3 separate regions of the Mus musculus genome follow, and regions 2 and 3 are each linked to region 1. A link is a contact called in public ChIA-PET and promoter capture Hi-C data. All regions are on one chromosome and are shown on one strand. Each heading gives the region's core, a stretch centred on a gene start, on an enhancer-like site or on the middle of the called end of the contact. The rest is flanking DNA. Distances are from core to core; before and after follow the strand shown.

Region 1 (5,020 bases), core at 1,573-4,072:
CTGGCCATTGCCCGAGGGCCTCCCACACGTGGTCATTTGCTTTTCTGGTTCTTTCTGTTCTCTCAGTCTGTCCCTACCCCTCCTCGGGCCTCCCACCTGTGTCTGCTGTGTTGGCCTGGTAGCTCCGGCTGCTGTAAGTCACCAGTTGCAGCTGCCGGTTGAGTTTATCCAGAACTGGGCTGGCAAGGGTGAGATCCGGTTGCCCCTCTCCCGTGAGAGTCACTCCTGTTACTTCCCCTGCCACGTCCCAGGTGCCTAGAGAAGCACTCAGGTTCACCTGGAAGAGGGTGAGAGACAGCAGCCTTAGGTCCCTGACCCGCCTCTTGCCTTTTCAACCCTGCATGCCTGGGTGTGGGTGTGGGTGTGGAGTGGGGCTCTGTAACCCATCAAGAATTCTTCATTCTCCAAGCCCACCTCTTTACCGGTTTCTCTCACCTGGTATATCTCCTGGACAGAAGCTTCCTGCAGACTTAGCCCTGGGAGGTAGAATGAGGAAGCCAGAATTTCACAGACAGTCTTGAATTCTTCCTCATTTTCTCTCCCCCTGCCACCACGTGCCATACAGAACTTTATGTCTGACTCTCCCGTGGAGGCCTCAGCAGGACTGTGCACAACCCACAGAACTCAAGTGACTGCTTCTTAACTCCTTCCCATCAAAAAAAAAAAAAAGGCATTTCTTCCGTGGCTTGTCCTGACTAGCTAGCTATCAAAGAAGGGATATTTACTCATAAGCCTCCCAGGTATTCCTGCAATACCTGACGACCTTAGAGTCCCTCTGCCTCCATATCTCTTTGTCAGAGATCTCCACCTGCTAGCCTGTAGCTCCGCCACCCTCACGACCTGACTTAACCCCTGAGACCTTCCTTCTTTACCTGGCACCAGGATGCTCCTGAGGGGCTGAACCTCCACACCCTGCAGGGGGTACTGTAAGGGGGAGTTGGCGGGAGCTATCAGCAGCTGGTCAGCCAGGGACCGGCTCCTGTAGTGTAGAGGTGATAAAGGAGTCAGTAGGAGAGGAGCTCTTTCTTCCAACGGGGTCACTACGACACCACTGGCCTCCCTGGGAAGAGCTGGATCCTCCTCTCTCACTGGTACCTTGCAAGGAAGGCCTGGTATTCCTGCTCCCTGGCGACAGAAACAGCCCTCAGCTCCTCAGCGTCAAAGGCTTTAGTGAGGTCAACCGCCCGAACCTGTCTCAGAAAGGGCAAGGGAAGGCTTCCTCCCTTGGATTCACAACTGCAGTTGTTCTGAGCCAGCAGCCTAAAGGGAGGAGAAGCGGCTTCAGAGTCCAGGTAGGTACCTAAGCTCCATTTATCTCACAAAACGCACAGCGCTGCACACTTTGATCCCTCAACTCTGCCCACAGGTGAGAGACAGCTTATCCCTTAAATCTGTGCGTTACAGAGGTGCGAACTAGGGCCAATTACTAGGATGTCTACGTAGCCGCCATCCAGGAACCCTTCTGGAATCTCAAGTCTAAATCAAGACAGCAGGCAGTCTCCGGGTGCTCTTTTGCCTGTACATCCTCCCACACTCCAGTGGCGGCGACAAGGTTGAGGAGGATAGATTTGCCGCGCCCCTGTCTCCCCCCCAGTTCAAGCTTCGGTAGCCCTCTCCACCTCCCTGATAACTGCACCCAACCAGTCAGCAGTAAGCAGCGTCCGAGTCTAGCACTGGAGGAAACAAAAGCTCCCCGGCCACCCCCTCCAGCATGTTCTGCGCTGTCGCCGCCGCCACGCCGCGGTCCGCACTCACCCCACCACTTGCTCCTTGATCCTGACCGGGATGTGTGCGTAGCGAGGCTCAGGGGCAAGGTCTAGCAGATCGAGTCTCGGGGGACCTTGTGGGGGCGACCACAATGCCAGAGGGTTCGGGAGACTTGGCGCGTTTCGGGTGCTGGAGTACAGGAGACCCAGCGAGGCGCAGGCGAGCAGCAAGACTAGCGCATAGAGGGCCCGGCGGTCTAGCCGCATCCTGATATGGGGGAGGGTGAGAGGTGACCAGGCTCTCAGAGAACGTGAGGGCCGGGACTCTGGACCCCGCCGCCTCCGAGGCTCGCGCAGGTACCCAAGGCCAGCCATCTCCGCTCCGCACGGCGCGCACCCCTTCCCTCATGCTCACGCCAAAGGTCTCCCGGCCTCCTTTCTTCCGCCTCTCTCTCGCCTCTGGGCTTCCGCATACACCCAAGGCTTGCCGTGGTGACATGCAGTATCTTGGGTGCGCAGCCCTCGGGGACCCCACCCCCACCCCACGGGCAGCAGCCGGGCCAGGGTGCTGCGGAGGGGCGGCTGTACTGCACCTGGCGGGTCAGGGAAGGCACGGTGTCGCGCCCGCGCTCGCGGGTGCCCGGCCTCGGTGACCCTCGGGTGGCCTCGTTGAGCCACGGGCACGATGCGCGAGGCCAGGAGGACGCCGCTCCTGCCCACACCTCGGCCGCCGGGCGTGCCAGCGCACTGACCTGTCTAACGTTCTAAGGCCGCGGCAGGATCGCGGTCCGGGCAGTGCCCGGTTCTCCGCCCCGGCCGGGGGGTCCTCATGAGGCCGGCGACGGCCTGATGCGGGAGCTGGGCGGGAGGGAGCCCGACAGTGTCGGGGATCCGACTCCTCCCGCCTGCGGACTCCGGGGCTTTGTAGACCGCAGCGCGGGGGTGGTTCTGAACGTTTCCTGCCGGGGTGAACTGGATCGTAAATCCGCCGCGCCCCAGCCCCAGCGACAAAGCGGGGAAGCCCTGGCACCGCGTCGCGCTCCCAGGCAGCCGAGGGCTCAGGCCTCCGCCCGGCTCTCACACCGCAGCGCAGCGCCGCTCCCGGGCTGGCTGCGGCACAGGCTCGGGCTCTGAGCGGGGATGGCGAGCTCCGCGGCGCCGTCTGGCGGACGCGGAGAAGATTGCTTAGGCGATGAGCCCTCCCGGGAAGGTCCCCCCTTTTCACATCCCTTCGTCCCCAAACCGCGGTGTCTAAGATGCCAGTTCCCGGTCCCCGCCATTTCCCCACTCGTTCACAGTGTAGCCCCAGGAAGGGCGATTGGGTTCAGTATGCGGTCTAACCTCATTTCAAGGAACACTTGGATGGGGAAGATGAAATAAATAAAACCAGCCAGCCCTGGAGGTGAACACTGCCTCACGAGCAACAAAGACAGCGGCCTCTCTCTGACCTCTTGGCTCCGAATTCCAGCCATCAACCGAGGCAAGCCGTTACTCAATGGCCGGCCTACTTCCCCTAACTGCTTCTTGGTACAGACTTGAAGAGGAACCGCAGAAAGTGGCCAGATGGACAGTGAAGTAGGCCATAGGTGGCTTGATTCCCGACACTGACCAGAAACAAAGTCCTGTGGTTCTCAGAAGGATCAAAATTGAATAGAAAAATAGGTAAAACATAATGAAAAATGTGTCTGGGGGTTGGGGCTGTAGATAAGCAATATTGAATGAACTGTGTGTGTGTGTTGGGGAGAAGAGGGAAAACCCACCCTTAAACCAGAAGTTTCAGATCAAATGCTAAAAGTAGAATTACAAAACCTTTAAAATAAATCAAGGGCTTTTTTTCCTTTACAGTCGGAAGAGATCCCCTAAGCAAGAGGCGAAGGGAAATATTAGTAAACCTGTCTATATAAAACACTTACTGGAGAGATGGCTCAGCAGTTAAGAGCACTGGCTGGTCTTCCAAAGGACCTGGGTTCAATTCCCAGCACCCACATGGCAGCTTACAACAATAATTCCAGTTCCCGGGCGTCTGGATACCCCTTCACAGACCCACATGTAGATAGAATATTATTGTAAATAGGAATAAATTTATTTACAAAACACTTGATAGACATCGGGTGTAGAATGCAAAGTTAGGTTTTTATTACTGTGCCCAAGAACTCCGTGAATCAAAATGATCTTTGTAACCGGTCAACTCCCTGCCCGAGGACAGATACGCCACGATTCTCTGGAAGCTGTTACCCGTATCAGATAGCAAGCCACATGCGTTCACTTTTCTAGGGGATCACAGGGAGTTGAGAGGTAGGTAGGAGGAAGTATGTCAGGATGTATGCTTGCTTCCATCTGACCAAGGCATAGCCTGTGAGTTAGCCCTTTATAATCACCTGGCCATTGTAGCTGGTGGCCATTTTCTAGGAACCCTGGAGTGGACTGGCCAGAGTCCATCATCCTGGCTAGTATTAAAGCTTGCTTCAAATTTTGTTCAAAAATTGTGGCAGTCATCTTATTCTTGACTGGTAGAATCAAAACCGACGTGGCGCATGCCTTTCTTAACACCGTGGAGTCAGGAGCTGAGGAGTTAGCAGGTTTGGTCTGGTCTAAGTAAGTGAGACCCTGTCAGAAAGCCAACAGTTGGGTTGGGGGATATGGCTTAGTGGTTAAGAGCTTTTCTCCCTCTTCTAGAGGACCCAAGTTTGATTCGAAGCACCCATGTTGAGTGGCTCATAACTGCGCACTAGGAGACTTTGTGCCCTCTTCTGGTCTCCTCAGGCTCTCTCTCTCTCTCTCTCTCCCCCTCTCTCTCTCTTCTCTCTCTCTCTCTCTCACACACACAGCACACACATGCAGACACACGCACAAGTGTTGAAGATTAACCTCATTGAGAGAATGGTATTTTGAGATTTTTCATATATTGTTTCCCTACGCATGGAAATATCTTGTGAAGCACACACACACACACACATATGTTCTTCATACATGTGCGTACATGTGTCCGTGTGTTAGGATGTGGTGGTTTGGATGAAGAGGCTCCTCAATTGGCTGAGATATTTGAGCACCTGGTCTCCAGGTGATGTCACTGTTGGATGGAGAAGGCACCTTACAGGAGGAAGCGCGTCCTTATGGCTGGGCTCTGAGAGTTCAGAGCCTCAGCCCACTTCCTGTCCTCTCTCTAGTGGGTTTTGTCAGCTGAGGTGTGATCTCTCTCTCAGTCTCCTGCTCCTCCTGCCTTGCCTCCCCACCACAGTGAGCTCATCTCCATCTGAAATCACACGCTCTAACACAAGCGCTGGAGGGAGCAGGGCGGTTTGAGTTATGCCACC
Region 2 (5,020 bases), core at 1,316-3,815, 500 kb before region 1:
ACAACTGGAGATACCGTTTCCCTTCCTAGAACAGACGTGGACAATAAAGGGAATCTTAAACTTTGGTTAAATGACATCACTTGGCTGTGTTCTACCTTTGAGGTTAGGGGGGGGCGCAAGGGGGAGAGCAGGAGAGGAAGGTAAATTCGGGCACTGGGAAAAATGGAGCCTGACAGAAAATGAAATTAAAAAAAAAATGTTCCCACTCCCCTTTTGTCAACCCCCAACACACACCTGTCTGTGCGAAAACACACACACACACACACACACACACACACACACACACACACACACACCCTTTGCCAAAGGCTGGAAATTCCTTGTTCTCAACGGAAGAGAGTAGGCGGGTGTGTGGGGGTGGTAGCCGTGGGAGGAAAGCGAAGAACAGACTTCTCAGCTGCTCTGGCTGCGGGCTGCGGGGGCGCTCTGGGCCTCTGCTGGGGCCTGACAAGTCAATGCTGCTTTTTTGTATTTTTTTTCCCCTAATGTATGTATTTTAAAATACACACACAAGGACTCGGATACAATCCACAGACACAGATACACAGTAGATATAAAGAAACAAACACATAAACTCAAAATGCTGTCAATAGTCTTCGATCTGACTAGCTACAATTAACAATTTCCACACAGGCGCTCTACTTAAATCTCATGGCAAGTCTTGAGGAACAAAGCTACAAATGATACTCCGTAGTTTCACTCTCACACTCAGGTTCTCATCGGGACCCATTCTGACCCACAAAGGGACCCGGGCAAGTGTCTCAGCGAAATCTATCTTCTCTCCTTCCCTCCTGGTCCCAAACACGGGAGCCAAGGCCTCAGATTCGGCGTCTCTCCATCGTCTTCTTTCCTGGACCAGGACCAGGCACACAGTAAGTTCCGGCTCCCCGGCTTCACGCCCCAAGCTTCCCCACCCCCTACCGCGGCACTAGCTGCCCTCCCTCTCTCCAGACCCCAGGACTTAGCGCCACCCTAAAGGGACCTGTGGGAGGGAGGGGGGCGCCCGGAGCAAAGGCAGTGTGGGCGAAGGATGTGCGTCACGGGGAGCGTGGGCAGGGGGGAGGGCGGGGGCACGAGGAAACCCGGGGCCAGCGGCTGGCAGCCCAGACTCCAAAATAACCGGACGGGGGAGTGGGGGAGGGGCGCCGCACACATTGAAGGAAAGGCCGTCTAGTCGCGCCCTCCTTAGTAGCAAAGGGTCGGGAGAAGGACCCTGCACCTTCCTACAATCCCTAGTATGTTTGGAAGACAAAAACCTGAGCTATTGAAATCGTTCCTCCTAAAGTACCCATCCCTCTTCGGGAAACCAAGAGATCCCCCTCCTCGTCAGTCTGGAATGAATCTGGAATGTAGAACCCGCCCCGACCCACACCACCCACGCCCTGCTGGGGCAAGCCACTCACAAGTGCTGAGCAGAGGGGCGGAGCCGAGGTTTCAAACTAGAGGGACGTTTCCTCTGGCCAGTCGGCCACGCTTTCCACCCCCACCCTCCCTTTCCCCAAAGGCCTACACAACCCCCGCGTGCCCAATACCCCCCCCCCAACCCTCCTAGCCGTGGGCGTGTAATGGGAACCAGATGGGACTAGAAGAAACCGAGGGGGTTGGGCTCCTTGAAGGCGGTCCTCCACGGTGGACAGTCACGTAGACTACTCTTAGCCTTTTGCTCAGCTTCCACTTCACTGTCCAGAGAGGTTCAATAACTCATGACCTCAGAGAAGGTACCTGCCTTTTCCTGGCTTTGCTATCTAGTCGTCCAAGCAGTAAGGCCTGGCCATCAGAAAAGAGGGTGCCACGAAAACATGGTAAACCCATCCGGGCTCTACCTAGCAACCCCGACGTGCCTAACCAACGCTCAAGTAAATAGTAGATTCTAGTATAACTTACGACCAAGGTTTGAGAGCCGCCTCTTCATATTACAACCTTTAGGCCAGAGAACGGTGTTAAGATACCGAAGGGATTCCTGCGCAGCCCCGCGCTAACAGGTTTACCCTAAGGATACATCCTAGGGGAGCCGAGCAGGAGGAACAGCACACCCCGACCCTTCGCTAACTTTTCCCCCATCACTTCTAACATTCAAACTAACGGCTCGGCGCGGCCAGAGTGCGGCCAACGGGCGTCCGCGTCGTTGTTTGGACGCGTGTGCACGTACGTGCGCGTGTCTTTGTATACTTGTGCGTGGTTGTGAAACTGCGCTCTCGGCTCACAGGAGTAGGAGTGGTGCAGGGAGTAGGAATGTAGCCGGCGGGGCGCTCACGTGGGTACGTGGGCGCAGAGAGGGCCGGCTGTGCATCCGGCGTGGGCGGCAAGGAGCGACCTGCCCCGCCCGTTGGGTCCCCAAGCTCCCCCTTCCACAGCTCGGCCTCGGTCACCTCGGTCCCCAACTCAGCGCCCGATTCCTGAGTCCCCGCTCCGCCTCCACACCTCCCCCCCCCCCCCTTCCCCCAAGTCTCCTCCTCTCAGTCTCCACAGCAGCCTCTCCAAGGCTCAGGCCTGGGCTCCCACCCACCGCCTCCGGTCCCAGCCCCCGGTTCTGCCCACGCCCTCCTCCCGCCAGCCCGGCAGCCAGCGCAGCGCCGGGCCTCGCTCCCTGTGCGTCCTGCGGGGGAGGAGGCGCGGAGAGGCGGCAAGCGCAGCCGGGGAGGTGGGGGCAGAGGCACAGACAGAGGCGCGGAGGCTCCGAGAGAGAAGACGTGGAGGGAGGGACGGAGCCTGGACAGCGGTGGACCCGGGCCGCGCGCGCCAGGCAAAGAGCAGCGCGCAGCAGGCGCCGGGCACCGAGAGGGGAGGCACTGGTGATCTCTGGCCGTCCATGCACAGAGCTCCCTCTCCCACAGCGGAACAGCCACCTGGCAGAGGGGATAACACACGCCGGACCCCGCAACCCAGATTCAAGTTAGTGGGCAAAAGGAGGTGGCAGGGAGTGGAGATGGGTGGAGTTGGACTCCGGAATGGGGTCTAAAGGGTGGAGGTCGAAAAGAGGACGTGGGGAAGCGGGACGGAGGTGGGAGGTGGAGACTGATGGAAAAGGGGGTGAGTATTCGAAATAGGGGATCCTGGAAGCAAACAAAGACCCGATGAACCTGGATACGATAGAGTACTGCCTCGTTTTCCACTCCAGGTTTACTCAGTGGGCATAACCTGGCACATGAGCCCCCTGCAAAGAATGTCCCCCCAGCCAGGGGAAGCTCCAGAGCTTGATCTGTCAACAGTGTGAGGGGTGGCGGCTCTTAGCTGTCTCAGTGTGTCATTAGCAGGCATCCGGGAGAAGGTGGTTCCTTTGAGTTAAGCATCTGCGGGCCTGAAGGGGGTGTGCTTCAGGCCTCCCTTGTCCGTGAAATGACCATTCACAGGGTGAGGAGGGGTGCAGCCCCTTCCTCAAGAGACCTTCAACCTCTCCCGCACTCCCTTGTCGAAGATAAGGGTGGAAAACAAGCGAGAGGAGAGTAGGCGGGAGCCCCCAGGCGGTTTTCGCCCACAGACGCTGCTACTGTGGGAGTGTGTGGGAAGAAGGGCCCCAGAGCAGAACAATCAAGGCTTCCCTCCCCCTTTCCCAGAAGAGAGGGGCCTGCTGAATAGTAGGAAGGATCAATCAAAGGAGAGGGGGTAACTGAAGGGAACTGGGCAGCCTTTGGAAAGTTGGGACAGAGTCTAGGAAGGGTGCTTTAATCCTTGGAAGCGAAGAACAGGAGCAAGGGTCTACCAGGTTCCCTAAATGCCAAGGAAGAGGCCACACCCCTCCCTCTCAGCTACCTGGCCAAGGAGTACAGCTGCCAGCAATAGCTCTTAGTATTCTAAGTTAACTTTAATATGGGATGTTACATTAAGTAATGTTGAGGCTGCTGAGTATTTAGGGGGAAGAGGTAAGGACTTAGTTGGGAGGGAAGTGGGTCCAGCCATTTCAGGGAAGTTATGAAAAGTCTCAGGGCTCAAGATGGTGCTGCCCAGACCAGAAAGATCAAAGTAAAAGACGAGGTAAGCGTTTTTCCTGATAGCTTAGGTCGGGCAACCGGCCTTCTGTGCTCCTGGGGATCGGAGGGCACTGTCCAGGAAAGAGGGCAGTTGTTAGTGTGGGTTGGTACCCCAGCAGGGCACTCATACTCACTGCCTCTCTCCTGCCCTTTCTCCTCAGGGCAAGTGCCCCAGCCATGGCACTGCCTCGGACACTGGGTGAGCTACAGCTGTATCGGGTCCTGCAACGCGCCAACCTCCTCTCTTACTACGAGACCTTCATCCAGCAGGGAGGAGATGATGTACAGCAGCTGTGTGAGGCTGGCGAGGAGGAGTTCCTGGAAATCATGGCACTCGTGGGCATGGCCACCAAACCACTCCATGTCCGACGTCTACAGAAGGCTCTGAGAGAATGGGCCACCAATCCAGGGCTCTTCAGCCAACCAGTGCCTGCTGTGCCCGTCTCCAGCATCCCACTTTTCAAGATCTCTGAGACAGCTGGTACCCGGAAAGGGAGCATGAGCAATGGGCACGGCAGCCCAGGAGAAAAGGCGGGCAGTGCTCGAAGCTTTAGCCCCAAGAGTCCCCTCGAACTTGGAGAGAAGTTGTCGCCACTCCCTGGAGGACCTGGGGCAGGGGATCCCCGGATCTGGCCAGGCCAGAGCACTCCAGAATCTGATGTTGGAGCAGGGGGAGAAGAGGAGGCCGGGTCTCCCCCTTTCTCCCCACCTGCAGGGGGAGGAGTCTCTGAAGGGCCTGGGGTTGGGGGGGTGGCAGCTGGTGGTGCAGGGGGTGGTCCAGACCGCCTGGAACCAGAGATGGTGCGAATGGTGGTGGAGAGTGTGGAGAGGATCTTCCGGAGTTTCCCCAGGGGTGACACTGGAGAGATCGCATCCCTGTTGAAGCTGAATAAGAAGCTGGCGCGGAGCGTGGGGCACATCTTTGAGATGGACGATCATGACGCCCAGAAGGAAGAGGAGATCCGGAAGTACAGCGTCATCTACGGCCGCCTGGACTCCAAAAGGCGGGAGGGCAAACAGCTTAGCTTGCATGAGGTGAGGACCCCGGGTCC
Region 3 (5,020 bases), core at 982-3,481, 310 kb before region 1:
GTGGTTTCTCCTCACAACTGGAACAGGGGCTGTTTCTGACTCTGTTCCCTGCCATTAGATCCCTTTTCTCTAACTAAACTGCCTGGTTGGGCCTCAGTGGGAGAGGATGTGCCTAGTCCTGCTGCAGCTAGATGTCCTAGGATGGGGTGATACCCAAGGGGCACTCCCCGAGGAAAAGGGGAGGGGCAATGGGGGAAAGGACTTATAAAGGTGGGACTGGAAGGAGGGGGGCTGCAATCGGGATATAAAGTGAATATAAAATTAAATTATTGGAGGAAAAAAAGAAAAGAAAAAGAAAAAGTTAAGAGCATGCTCTTACAGATGCTGGAGAGGAAACTCAGGTGATCATTGCTTACACAGTGGGAGTTTTACCTTCTGAGTTATCTACTCGGCTCTAACATGAACAGTTTTAGGAGGGGACTGAAAGTGATTACATCTGTGTTTTAGATTAGTAAATTTGCTCTGAAAATGGCTTAGAACAGAGCGGAGAGATAGTCATGGAGCTAATATCATAATTTAATAAAATGAGGGCCTAGTTAAAGCAGAGGCAGTGGTATTAGAAAAGGGGATAACAGAGATGGGCAGAGAAATCTAACAGAAGCAAAAGGCTTCACCACGACGGGTGCCTGCTGGAGGTGAGACCTATAGTTCTTGTGGTGTGGGACTCATGACTTTCTTTCAGGGGCAATGATGTCGAGGTTGCCGAAGTCACATGGTAAGACCACAGCAGGCACAGAGGGCAACCCGGCGCACTGAGCGGTGGCGACAGGCTGTCATTCTCACCCTGAAGCTCCACTTCTTCCTAGCGACTACATTCCAAAAAAGCAGGGGTAGCAGGATGTGTCCAGTAAGTTCTGGCATGCTAGCTACTGCTGATTGGTTATAAACTGTTACACTTTCTCTTTCCATGGGGCACAGAATCAAAGTACATCTTACCATGTAACCTTGCTCTGGGCTAAAATCTATGTCAGAAAATACACAAAATAACTAAACTCCAACTAACCTTCCTTCCTTCCTTTTTTCCTTCCAAAAACCCCCCAAAACAAAAAACAAAACAAACCAAACAAACAAACAAACAAAAAACCTCCAAAGTCTGAAAGAAAAAAATCAAAGAAGCAACTAGATTTAAGAATGAGTAATGGCGGGCTGGAGAAATGGTTAGGTGGTTAAGAGCACCAGCTGCTCTTCTAGAGATCCTGAATTCAATTCCCAGCAACCACATGGTGGCTCACAACCATCTGTAATGGGATCTGATGCCCTCTTCTGGTGTGTCTGAAGAGAGTAATGGTGTACTCATATACATTAAAAAAAAAAAAAAAAAAAAAAAGAAAGAAGAAAGAAAAAGAAAAAAGAATGAGTAATGGCATCAAGCATGGTGGCTTATGCCTCTAACCCCAGCACTCAGGACAACAGGTTTACAGAGTGAGTTCCAGGATAGGCAGGGCTTCATAGAGAAACCCTGTCTCAAACAAACAACCAACCCACAAAAACCTAACAGACAGACAGATGGACAGATTTAAAAAAAAATGGGATCCAGGAAGTCAGATTTCCTGTCTTCTGGTAATGCTGCTAAGTTTCCAAGTGACTACAGTGCACCAGATGTTTCACCTACAGTTGTTACTAGATACTTTGCAAAAGACAAGCAAGAAGGGAGGGTGTGACATGAAAGGTGAGCCGCTGTGGTACCTGGCCTGGAGAGCCTGCCTGCACTGCCGCCTTTACTGCTGCCAATGCTGTCGCCTCGGGTGAGGATGGAGATTCCACTGAAGCTGCTGGCTTTGGTGACAGGAGGTCGCATGCTGCGGACAGAGCCATCTGAGTCTGTGCTGCTCCAAGGCCGTGGCTCCAGGGACTTGAGCTCGCTGTCTGTGCTGCTCTGTCGGCTGCTTGAGGTACGGCTCAGCCCTTCCCGGTTTCCCCTGCAGAAACCACAGTGGTCAGAGGACCTCCCCCCCAGCCCCCCAATTCAGCAGAAGGGCCAAGAGAGAGAGAGAGAGAGTTCCTTTTTTATTCTCTTGCTATTAAAGAAGAGGGGAAGGGGTGTGAACACTGACTTCATGTTTGCTGGTTGGCCAACTAAGATCTGATGGGAGCGACAGAACAAGGTCCAGTGCAGTAACAAAGAGCACAGAGGCAAATCTGAGAGACAGCGCACTGGCAGCTACTTCAACACAGTGACCCGAGGCAAATGGGAAGCGACATACACAGTACTAAGACTGACTGTGGTTTCTTTTCCACACCCCGCAGGGACCTCACACATGCAGGAAATGGGGGTGGGGGGGAACAGAAGGGTGGCAGCAACTTCTGGGACTTCTTAAAATGAGAGGACTCCTAGAAGTTAACTGTTGGTAGAAAGTGGGAGTAGCCAGTGACATGGATAAATCCCACAGACCTTCCAAACAGCATGCATCTAAGCCAGCAGAGGAACTACTTGTGGTATCTTTCCAGGGGTCGGAAGATTACAGTGAGCAGTCTGACTGTCCAAATTGTTTTGTGGAAATTTTATCTTGGTTTCTGAGAACAACAGATGCCACAGTTGCTAAGGACTGATGTCAGGAAGATCAAATATGCTTGGGACTTGGTAGAAAGGGACAGGGGCTTGACCGCACTTAACTTACGGCCTTACTGCCTTGAGTAAGGCACAGAGCTACTGAGAAAGGGGTTCTTCTGCTCGTTTGTTGTAGAATGCAGGCTTATCCCAACATTAAAAGCATTGTCTGCACTGGGTATTGGTTGTGTATGCCTTTAACCCCAGCACCCAGGAGGTCAAGGCAGGTGGCTCTCTGAGTTTGAGGATAACTTGGTCTATAGAGAAAGTTCCAGGACAGCCAGGGCTATAAACAGAAACCCTATCTCAAAAAAAGATTGCCTGTGATTAGAAATGGCAGTATGCCTCATTGTCGACCTGAAAACTTTTATCTTGCCTTTAAAAAGATACGTACTTAAGTGTGTATAAAATGTTTTGGTTGTATAAATGTATGTATACAACATATGAGCCTGGTGTCCACAAAGCCCAAAGAGGGCATCAGATCCCCTGGAACTGTAGCTAAGGATGGTCATATGCAGCCATCGGGGTGCTGGGAACTGAATTCAGGTCCTCTACTAGAGCAACCAGTGCTCCTAAGTGCTGAATCATCTCTCCAGCCCCTAAAGATTCATTTTTGTGTATCTGTGCTCCTGTCTGTGCGTGTACAGACGTCCAAGGCCAACAAGAGAGGATCTCCTGGAGTAGGCAGCTGTGAGCCAACACGTGCGGATGCTGGGAATCAAATTTTGATTTTTCTTTGTTGTTCTTGTGAGTTGTATAGAGTTTTGTGTTTGTGTGTACATGTGTGTGTGTATGTGTGCATGCATGTGGGTATGTATGAACATGTGTGCAGTACATGTGTAGTTTTCTTGATCAGGTTCTAGTATTTTTGAAATGTTTTCATTACATTTTACTCAATTATTTTGTGTCCGTGTGTCCGTGTGTCCATGTATCCGTGTGTGTGTAGGTCAGAGGACACCTTGAGGTGTGGGTGCCTCTCTCCTACCATGTGAATCCTGGGATCGGGCTCTCAGGCTTGGTGGCTGATGTCTTTCCTCACTGATCATCTCCCCACCTTCTGCCTCATTTTCTGAGACAATGGCTCTCAGCAAACCTGGATAACTAATGCACTCCATTAGACTGCTGGCCAATAAGCCCCATGGCCGCTCTGCCTGTCTCCAGCCCACTCCTAGGACGGGCTACAGGTGTGTTGTCATGGCCAGTTCTTGCAAAGGTGTGGGGTTCTACAGTCAGATCTCCATGACTGCACAGTCACTGTACAGACGGAACCATCCCCTTAGCCCCTCTCCAGAGCACTTACTGCTTCTTACTAAAAGCATGCAAGGCTCAGCAATTTCCTTCATTTTAGTTTCATCCCAGCAACTACTACAGGGGGAATCACATGACAACAATCACCAAGATTTTGGTATATATACTGGTGAGTAAATCATAGTAGTTTTGATTTCCTTCTTTTCATCATTATCCCACCAAAACCAAATAGAAAATGCTATCCCAGTCGCTTTAGCTCCAAAGGCCCTTTGCACAGTTATTTTGAGAGTGAGCTAGCTTGTTTCCTGCCTGCCCCGTCTCTTCCACCAGACAGGATCCCACCATCCTGCCTTGGCTGCCCTGGAACTCACTCTGTAGACCGCCTGCCTCTGCCTCCCAAGAGCTGGGACTGCAGATGAGTGCCACAAGTGGCTGGCGGTCACATTTCTGGTTTCTATTAACCATGCCATGGAGATCTAACAACATGCTGGCACGACTGATTAGCAATATACCAATTCTTCTTTGCTACCCCAAGTATACAGAGTCTCATGCTTCTCTATATGGAGCTAGAATAAGGGACTGTACCATAGTCTTGTTTTCTCTAAAGCTTCATCTTTATTCTCGGGATGCCAAGAGCAAAAAAGGAAGCAAACATAAATCAGAGACTGTTCAAAATAGAAGCAGGATTGAAGCAAGAGCCAGTAGCTATCTCAACAATGTGTGTGTAGGTCACTGGCAGTGCCAATGGATGAAGCTGCTCATTAGACACTAGAGCATGGACTCTATTGCTCTTCTCAACTAAAAGACTGCATTTATCAGGATAACTTGTCCTTTACTTTCTCTTGGTACCTGCGGCAGGTGGATAATGAGGCATCTTTAAACTACGTGCCTTAGGAAGTAGCTTCTGGACCTATCCAGTTCCCACAGCAGTTCCTACACCAAACACTCAAACGTGGATTGTCTGATGGTTTAATACATTATTCTCTTGATAGAGAAGCTAGAGAGAAAACAGATCGGTTTCCTTCTCTATAAATAATCATATCACTAAATATATGGCAACCTGGGAGAACCACTAAAATTCCCTTGTGAGGAGTGACTGGGCTGGGTGTATGTTAGAGATGGGATAAGGATAAAGAACACACTCACACTCCATGTGTTATAGAACCAGAGCTAATTTAGGCCAACACAGCCCCGATCTCTGTCGCTGTTTCAAGACGGGTGGTA

What was found. Promoter capture Hi-C pulls out the DNA fragments that hold promoters and counts their contacts. ChIA-PET counts read pairs in DNA pulled down with a chosen protein or histone mark.
Region 2: a contact with region 1 is called in a promoter capture Hi-C map of embryonic stem cells, with 5 times the contacts expected there. The contact joins the promoter of Nab2 here to the promoter of B4galnt1 in region 1. A contact is called at or near these places in 10 of 39 promoter capture datasets (the C10 cell line, cranial neural crest, embryonic stem cells and 4 more), 7 of 484 Hi-C or Micro-C datasets (CD8 T cells, embryonic stem cells and stem cell-derived epiblast-like cells), 4 of 115 datasets of contacts at active chromatin or transcription factors (effector CD8 T cells, embryonic stem cells, memory CD8 T cells and 1 more) and 2 of 9 other capture datasets (adipose tissue and liver).
Region 3: a contact with region 1 is called in an RNA polymerase II ChIA-PET map of memory CD8 T cells, with 30 read pairs. The contact joins the enhancer-like site here to the promoter of B4galnt1 in region 1. A contact is called at or near these places in 1 of 484 Hi-C or Micro-C datasets (embryonic stem cells), 2 of 115 datasets of contacts at active chromatin or transcription factors (bone marrow-derived macrophages and memory CD8 T cells) and 1 of 9 other capture datasets (pancreatic islet).

Annotation. Positions count from the first base shown.
Region 1 is chr10:127,162,958-127,167,977 of GRCm38.p6, reverse strand. It overlaps B4galnt1 (beta-1,4-N-acetyl-galactosaminyl transferase 1), which reads right to left and starts at 2,822. Exons shown (of 11, transcript NM_008080.5): 1 at 2,459-2,822; 2 at 1,756-1,974; 3 at 1,096-1,260; 4 at 873-979; 5 at 436-476; 6 at 97-277. The coding sequence starts at 1,973. It overlaps Gm51819 (a long non-coding RNA gene), which reads right to left. Exons shown (of 3, transcript XR_003949045.1): 3 at 4,295-4,313.
Region 2 is chr10:127,664,248-127,669,267 of GRCm38.p6, reverse strand. It overlaps Nab2 (Ngfi-A binding protein 2), which reads left to right and starts at 2,565. Exons shown (of 7, transcript NM_008668.2): 1 at 2,565-2,892; 2 at 4,130-5,003. The coding sequence starts at 2,810. 1700012D01Rik (RIKEN cDNA 1700012D01 gene) reads right to left here and starts at 2,145. Exons shown (of 2, transcript NR_045171.1): 1 at 1,885-2,145; 2 at 417-850.
Region 3 is chr10:127,468,667-127,473,686 of GRCm38.p6, reverse strand. R3hdm2 (R3H domain containing 2) reads right to left here. Exons shown (of 26, transcript NM_001168292.1): 14 at 1,687-1,919. Among named protein-coding and RNA genes, the nearest start is that of Stac3, 31 kb to the left of the region's middle. Within about 2 kb of position 2,231, at least 58 of the 459 cell types and tissues checked have an H3K27ac peak or open chromatin away from gene starts, as enhancers often do. A contact at or near this core is called in bone marrow-derived macrophages and memory CD8 T cells, where this site is marked.